2 separate regions of the Rattus norvegicus genome follow, and region 2 is linked to region 1. Evidence: chromatin contacts called from public Hi-C data. All regions are on one chromosome and are shown on one strand. The core of a region is the stretch at or near the end of the contact, and the rest is flanking DNA. Distances in the headings are between cores, read along the strand shown. Region 1 holds the start of Lrrc8d (leucine rich repeat containing 8 VRAC subunit D). Region 2 has its middle 91 kb from the start of Lrrc8d.

Region 1 (3,764 bases), core at 313-2,812:
AAACCTTTGGTAGCTGCGTGCCACCCAGGACCAAGGGCTGACTCCCATGAGAAAAACCTGTGTATTGTGCCAGGTTTTGCTACGTGCTGTCCTCAGGTGGGCTCCGGGTTGAGACCAGTCCGTGCACAAGCATCTGTAGCAGGCACTGGGTAAAGGGCTCCCCCCAGTTCAGGGTCACAGCCCCAGCCTGCTGAGTCATCTCGGTTCTGCCTTGCTGGCTAGGACTCCCAAGCCGAATTCAGTTTGCCTTTCCTGCCTGAGTGAGCGTTCTGCTGGTCAAACAGCTCTTTTGTGCAGGTCTCTGGGGGTTCGTGTAGACAGGGAGCGGATTTGAGGGGAAGACCTGCTCGGCTGAATTCAGGTTACAAGAAACACCCGGTGGGTAACCTACACCTCTCCAGCCCAACCTGCCAGCATTTGCTCATGCAGAAAGACTGCTGTGACCTGGCATTGAGAACACAAAGTGTTTCAAAAGCTTCGTCCTTCTTGGAGGTGCCAGGCTTCCCGTCTGCCACTCTGCTCATGGGCCAGAGAGCCATAACCTTTCTTTTTTTTTTTTTTTTTTTCGGAGCTGGGGACCGAACCCAGGACCTTGCGCTTCCTAGGCAAGCGCTCTACCACTGAGCTAAGTCCCCAGCCCCGAGCCATAACCTTTCTTACCACTTTGGTTCCTAATCACCGGGGATGAGCCTCAAGCAAGAATAAAAACAGAAGGGCAGACAAGTACTGCATAAGCCTCTGCTTCAGAACTTGAAAACTAAACACGGCCAAGCCAAAGACATCTTTTACCCCCTTCCCTGTTTGCCTCGGCCTGATGTAACCTCCTCCTTAAATTACGCGGCTTTGTTAGAAAACAGTTCTAATCTCCTCCAACACTCCCCGACCCCCCCCCCCCGCCCAAGTGGTTTAGTTTTTTCCAGGTTCTGTCCTAGTGAGCTCACTTATTTCTTCCGAATAGTTGAGTTGTTAGAAGTGACCATGGTGGGATTCGTCCCCACGCACAGGGAGTGGTAGGCAAATGGTAACAGCTCTCCAAGGTGAGTCACAAGGCAGCGGTGCACAGAGGTCCTGGGATCTTACATACCGGGAACTGGGAACGGGTTGCTTCTGTCATTCACGTGGACTTGCTCCTTAAAATGTACTAAATTTTTCTTAACGTTATATCATCCACGGGAGCCCGATGTTTTTTTTAAACTAAAAATGTTTCGTGAGGAGGCCAGTAAATCCTTAGAGCACCAGCCCCCTGCCCCCACCCAACAAAGGGAAATGGCATGTTGTTTTTGACGCTGTGATTCAGAGAATTTATTTTATAGCCATTTGTCGTGTGTCTTGTGTCCAGGGCAGCCAGAAACAGATACTAAATATGCAGAGACCAGTAAGACACGCTCTTTCCTCTGAAATGGCTCAGTTCGTTGAATGAACAGCAGTTAGAGCCTAGTGCGTTCACGTTAATGAACTGCGGGCGATGAAGTGTGGAAACTCAGAGGTGGCCCTGTTAACTCAGCCGTGCAGTGGGACAGAAGGCTTTGCTAAGACACATTGGGAGTTACAGTTTGAGCCCACGAAGGTGACTGCAGGTCCGTCCCTATTCAGGCATCGTCTCCCACATGAGGGATCTAAGGCTCGGAGACATTAGGTGACCTTGCCTTAGACCCGGCAGCAGTCTATGTAGACTCACGGCAAGAATTATGCTGGGACTCTCCTCCTCCTGCTGGAAATTGAGCTTGGATCATGGGTAGGTTTACCCTGTAAGAGTCATGGGGACACAGGTCAGCCTGCGTTGTTGTGGGGCTACTGTACAAGGGATGTTGGTTGGCTTTTGGCTTTTAAAAGTCTCCTTCCTGTAAATGGACGACGTGCATTGTCTGACATTTAATTACAAAGGGCAGGACACTCAAGACACCTTGGGACTGGGTTCGTGTGTGACTCTCGGGGAGTCTGAGGACACCAGGCACACCAGACCGTCCATCATGTAGTATAATTAAACACAGGACAGAAAGACTGAAGGAGTCATTTTCATCTGTTTTGCTGAGCTGTGTTCACTACAGACTTACTGATTTGCATCGGATCACTCAGGGTTGAGCACTGTCCTCGACTAACATCTACTTACGACTGTGTCACCACTGTGCTGCTTAAAAGCGGGCTGGCGTGGCTGCCTGGCTTCACACGTCTGTACAAAGTCTTGGGGTACATGTATTCTATCAAGTTTGTCCACCAAACATTTGGGAATTTATTTACTTATGATTTTGTTGGTTTGTTTGAGATAGAGTCTGACTATGTAGCCCAGGTTGGCCTGGAAACAACTCTTTGGCTTCTTCTGTGTTGTTGGCCTATGTTTTTGTGGGGCTACTGTAGAGCAGGCTGACCTCAAACTCAGGGGCATTCTTCCAGTGTGTGTCTCATGAGTACTGAATTACAGGCTTTCCTGCGTACCCGGTTTTATATTATTGTTTTGTCTTTGAGATAGCGTCTCTCCCTGTGTAGCCAAGATCGCTTTTCAGATCATGGTCCTGCTGCCTCAGCTTCCCGAGTGCTGGAATTAAATGTGTGCACAACTGCACATAACTTGCAAATGTATCTTATTCTGTCACCGTGCCTTCTGATTTGTGGCACTGGGTGGATTAGTCTAATGCCCTGACCAAGAAACGTGTAAATTATGATGAATCATAGCTTGAATTAATTTGCTTCATTTCCTGTGGACATATTTATATAAAGCATTAAGAATAACCTTTTGAATAAAAAATATGTTCTTTCAAAAATATTAATAAGAGTATGATAAATATGCACGCATGTGCACACACACACACACTTCTTTATTCTTTTAGAATTCTGATAAGTTCTTTCTCAGCAGTGGGTTTCAGTGATGGATTTTGATTTTGAACCTAAGTATTATTGACTAAGGAAAAAAAAACCAAAAAACAAAACCACAGGCCCCTGGAGTCAGGAAGTGTTGATTTTGGTTTAAGGCCAATGGGTGAGTGATGTTTAATACATTAAATATTAAATACAGAATCCTTTGGTGTGTTGAGTGCTGCTAACGCTGCCAATTAAAACATCCAGTTTGATTTATAGAAGTTTAATTTGATCTGGATACAACCTGTTTCATCTGACAATTACCATACCATCATGACGTTTTGATAACAATCCAAATAACTCTCATTGAGAGAAAAATGGAAATGACCTAATCTCTGTCAGAGAGATGGCTTCTCCGGCAGAGAACCTGGGTTCAGACCCCAGCATGCACATGATATCTTACATGAGCCCGATGCTCACATGACCTCTTGCTGGCCCCTGCACACGCGTGATACCATACATGCATACAGGCAAAGCTCTCAGACACAGCAGAAAAAAACTAATGAAAATAATTTTGCTTAACTGCCTAGACTTCGGTTGGGTGGCCACACTTGCCTCTTCAGTAGTAAGAAGGATGATTTCATTTTGAAGTATTGTAAACCAGATTTTAACGATAATGTAGTTTCGGTGGGTTCAGAAAAGTATCTCCCCCCTTTGTTTTTGCTTTTCTGTAATTCCAGAATATTCAGATTTCCTGCAGTGTCGATTTAAAAACATCTTTTTCTAAAATATGATTTTTTAAAAAAATTCTACTACCTTGAGCCTCTCTTCACACGTACTCCATATTTACAACTGGGAAAGCGTTTTCTTCAGTGTATATGAAGCCTGGGACCTGACGCCATCACCAACTAAACAAACCATCTGTCTCTTCTAAAATAATAAAATACGGGGCCTTAGCTAGGGCACAGCCT
Region 2 (3,455 bases), core at 903-3,402, 90 kb before region 1:
AAATTCCTAGGTGTGGAACTGTGTATTCGAAAATGGTCACATGACTTTAATCCCAGCACCTGGATGGCAGAGGCAGGAAGATCTCTGTGAGTTCCAGGACAGGCAGTGCTGTGTAGAGAAAACCTGTCTCAAACAAAACGAAAACGTCCACATTGAGGGTCTGGGGAGATGGCTTAGTAATTTTTTTTGAAGAGGACTGGTCTGATTCTCAGTGTCAGGCAGCTCCCTGCCACCTGTAACTCCAGGCAGATCCAACAACTCTGGCTTCCATGGGCTCTTGCTCTCACTTGTACAGAACCCCAGGCAGACACATAACTAAAAATAAATTAAAAAAATTTTTTTCATGTTTTGGCTGGGCCTGGTGACTCACTCTCCAGCAACTTCAGCAGGAGCTGGAGGTGAGATCAGGAGTTCCAGATACACTGTGAGTTCAAGGTCAGCCTAGCCCCTAGATCGAGGGGACCTGATCTCAAGAACAAAAAACATAATTTCCAAATTGTATTTCAGAAGAATTTGTCTCTGAAATGTCAAACTTAATCTCATATTCGGAGTGTGACAATGTGTTCTTTCTCTCTGCGGTGTGTGCACAGACTGGTTGCCTTAACATCAGTTCTTTGCTTTTTAAATTTGTATCAATGCTTTTTTTGGGGGGGGGGTGGGTGAGAGTGGTTTTTGAGACAGGACTGAAACTGGGTATGGAGCCCAGGATAATCTTGATCCTTATCCTTATCCACTGTAGTGCTGAGATTACAACAGGCCTGAGCTTTTAATTTATACCAATAATAAAAACATTAAACAAAAGCCAACTCTAGAATCAGCTAAAAAAAAAAAAAAAGAGAGAGAGAGATAGAGAAGACAGAAAAGGCAAGTAGCCGTTCTGCAAAGGGAGAAACTTTTCTAAACTGACTGTAACAGCAGGGAATTGTCCATCCAGTCATCACATCACTAGCTGTCAGGAGCATAAAAACCTCTAACCTCCTAGATCAGCAAAACCAGGACTGTAATTAGATCACCTGCCACACATTGGCTGCCCACGCACTTCCTCCTTGGCAGGGTGTAGGGAATTGGAGAGGCTGCGCTCCGGGAGGGTCCCGGAAGGAAACAGAAGGCAGAGGCTCCATTTTAAACTGCCTGGGGCTGCTCAGCGGGAGGGCGTGGGCCCCAAGGCTGGCCTCCTCCCAGTCTAGGAGTTCTATTCCCACCTTTTAGGGGCAACTGTCACCATCTGGGAGCACAGAAAAACATTCTCTTTATTGTTTCTCTGTAGGACCTAGGCCTTCCTAGATACCTTCGTGGCGCTGGCTCCTCAAGAGCGTTGGATGATAAATGAATCTTGAGGGCATCTTTTTGGGCATGACTTCTCATAGTTTCAAGAAACACGGGATTTCGGATGAAAGGAGATACTTAAGTATGGGGAGGAATCATTTGCTTTGATTGAACCAAAATAATTATCCTGCGGTGTCCTGGCCCTCATCTCTCTACGGAGGAAAAAGAAAAAAAAAAGACACTAATAAAACTTCACCTGTACAGGAACAAAAACCACAGGAAAGCTAATCAAGTTGGGAAACTTTTTAGAACAACTTCCCAAGTGCCTGTTTCGTACGCACGACGTTTTTGGTTTAAAGGCTTGAGACAGGGGAGGTCCTGATTCAGCTGAAAACAAAACCTGCGAGATACGGCTCTGATAGCTGAGGTAGCGGTTCGCGCAGAGATTGAGTTAGTAGCACGTGCCCTAAATCCCAGGTAATTGCTTTCTCCCGGTTGGAAAGCACTGGGTGACTTTTAAATGCCAATCCGGCACCCGTTCTCCCAACCTCATCGGCTCCTAGTGGTCAGAATAGCCTCCTGAAACTGCAGCACGGACGAAGCTTCCCCGCCCAACCCGGTTGCTACAGGGGAACAGCCAGCCTGGCACCATGCCCTGCCCAGGTGCGCTTGGAGGAGATATGCCCTGCGCCTCCGGCGACGTTTGGCAGCCATTCTTCTCCGCCCGGTGCACCTGCTGAGCTTCAAGCAGTCAGTCCAGCATCCCGGCCACCTCCCCGCCACCCAGTCCCTCTGGCCAGCCGGACAGACCCCTAGGCAGGCGCGGCGGGGCGCGCGGGCACAGCGCAGGCAATCACATGGAGGCCCGGGCCCGCCCCATTGGCTGCGACCCGGCCAGTCGCGGCGCTCGCAGGCTGCGGTTGGTCCCAGAGCTGCGGCGCCTGCACGGGCCCGGAGTCCATGTTACGCTTTGTCTAATTCCCCTCGTTACAGAGTCATGTGCTGCTGCTCCCGTCGCCGCCGCTGCCGCCGCCCGGGGTGCCCCGGCTCCTCCGCCGCGCTTCGAGGTGGCAGCCGCGGGCGGGGCCGCGGACTCAGGGTCCAGGGCGCCGCGCGCCTCCGGGGCGCGTCCCGGTGCAGCCGCCGCCCGCCGCAGGTGATGCCGCCGCCTCCCGCCTCCGCCTAAGCTCCGGCACGCGCGGCCCGGGCTGCCCGCGAAGGTGGGTGCGCGTCGGTCCACCCTAGCGGGGAGGGCGCAGGTAAAGCGGCCCCGGGACGCGCAGGCGTCCGGCCTCTCCGCGCGCGGCGCCGCGGAGGAGCACGGTCTGCCCCCGGGGCCGCGATCGAGAACTCGGGAGGGCTTCGGAACCCCGGGGCGGGGAGTGCGATCAAGTCCCCCACCCTGTGCCGGGACATTGTTCCGCTTTGGGCCCTGCGCGGGCCGGGTGCCGGCTGCCGCGCTCCCGCCTCGGCCTCCGTGCGCGCGATCGCAGGGGCGGAGATTGCCTATCGCGGCGACTCCGAGTCTTCCCGGAGGTGGGTGTTTGGTGTCTGGCCTGGTTGGCCGGGAGCCGGCGAGAGGAGCCCTTGAACTTCTGCAGAAACGCTTCCCTATCCGCCTCCGACCCGCTCCCGGTGGGCCGCGCGGGGTGTTCGCGGGCTGGGGCGGGGAAGGGAGGGGATCCCTGCGCCCCGCCCTCCGCGCCCGGGGGGAGGGCACTGGGGCCGCAGGTGCACCCTGCGCGCCGCGGGCCATCTCCGGGTTGGGTACCGGTATAATCCGCTTCTAGCTTGTTTGGAAGCGTGGGCTCTTGGGAAAGGGACTTCTGCTGGATTCTGGTTTAGGGGCTTGAAAAAGAGAACTGGGGTGCCTTCCCAGAGAACTGTTGCCTCCAGTTACTAGAGGGTCGATGGGGGACTCTCTCTTTCTGTCGCCCTTTATGCGGGGTATCCCTAACAGATAAGGAAATGAGATTTTTTTGTTGTTGTTCTTTGATTTTTCTTTTTAAGCCATCCGCAGTGAAGGAGAACTGCTTCAGGTCGAGGGGAGGAGAGGTAGGTCCCCTCTGGAGAGGGTTGGGGTGTAAGGTCTCGAGGTTCCCTCGCAGCTGGGGTGTGTGTGTGGCAGAAAGTGGGGAGGTATGATTGCTGGAAAGAAACAGCAGGGTAAAGAAATGGGAGCAGAAGGG

Evidence for each region. Hi-C and Micro-C count contacts between places; a contact is called where the count stands out from the background.
Region 2: a contact with region 1 is called in a Hi-C map of the A7r5 cell line, with 1.7 times the contacts expected there. The contact joins the enhancer-like site here to the promoter of Lrrc8d in region 1. A contact is called at or near these places in 5 of 12 Hi-C or Micro-C datasets (the A7r5 cell line, frontal cortex, kidney and 1 more).

The regions. Positions count from the first base shown.
Region 1 is chr14:4,348,034-4,351,797 of GRCr8, reverse strand. Lrrc8d (leucine rich repeat containing 8 VRAC subunit D) reads left to right here and starts at 1,562. Exons shown (of 2, transcript NM_001008338.1): 1 at 1,562-1,735. The coding sequence starts at 1,732.
Region 2 is chr14:4,439,143-4,442,597 of GRCr8, reverse strand. No RefSeq gene overlaps it. Among named protein-coding and RNA genes, the nearest start is that of Lrrc8d, 91 kb to the right of the region's middle. Within about 2 kb of position 2,152, at least 77 of the 93 cell types and tissues checked have an H3K27ac peak or open chromatin away from gene starts, as enhancers often do. A contact at or near this core is called in the A7r5 cell line and kidney, where this site is marked.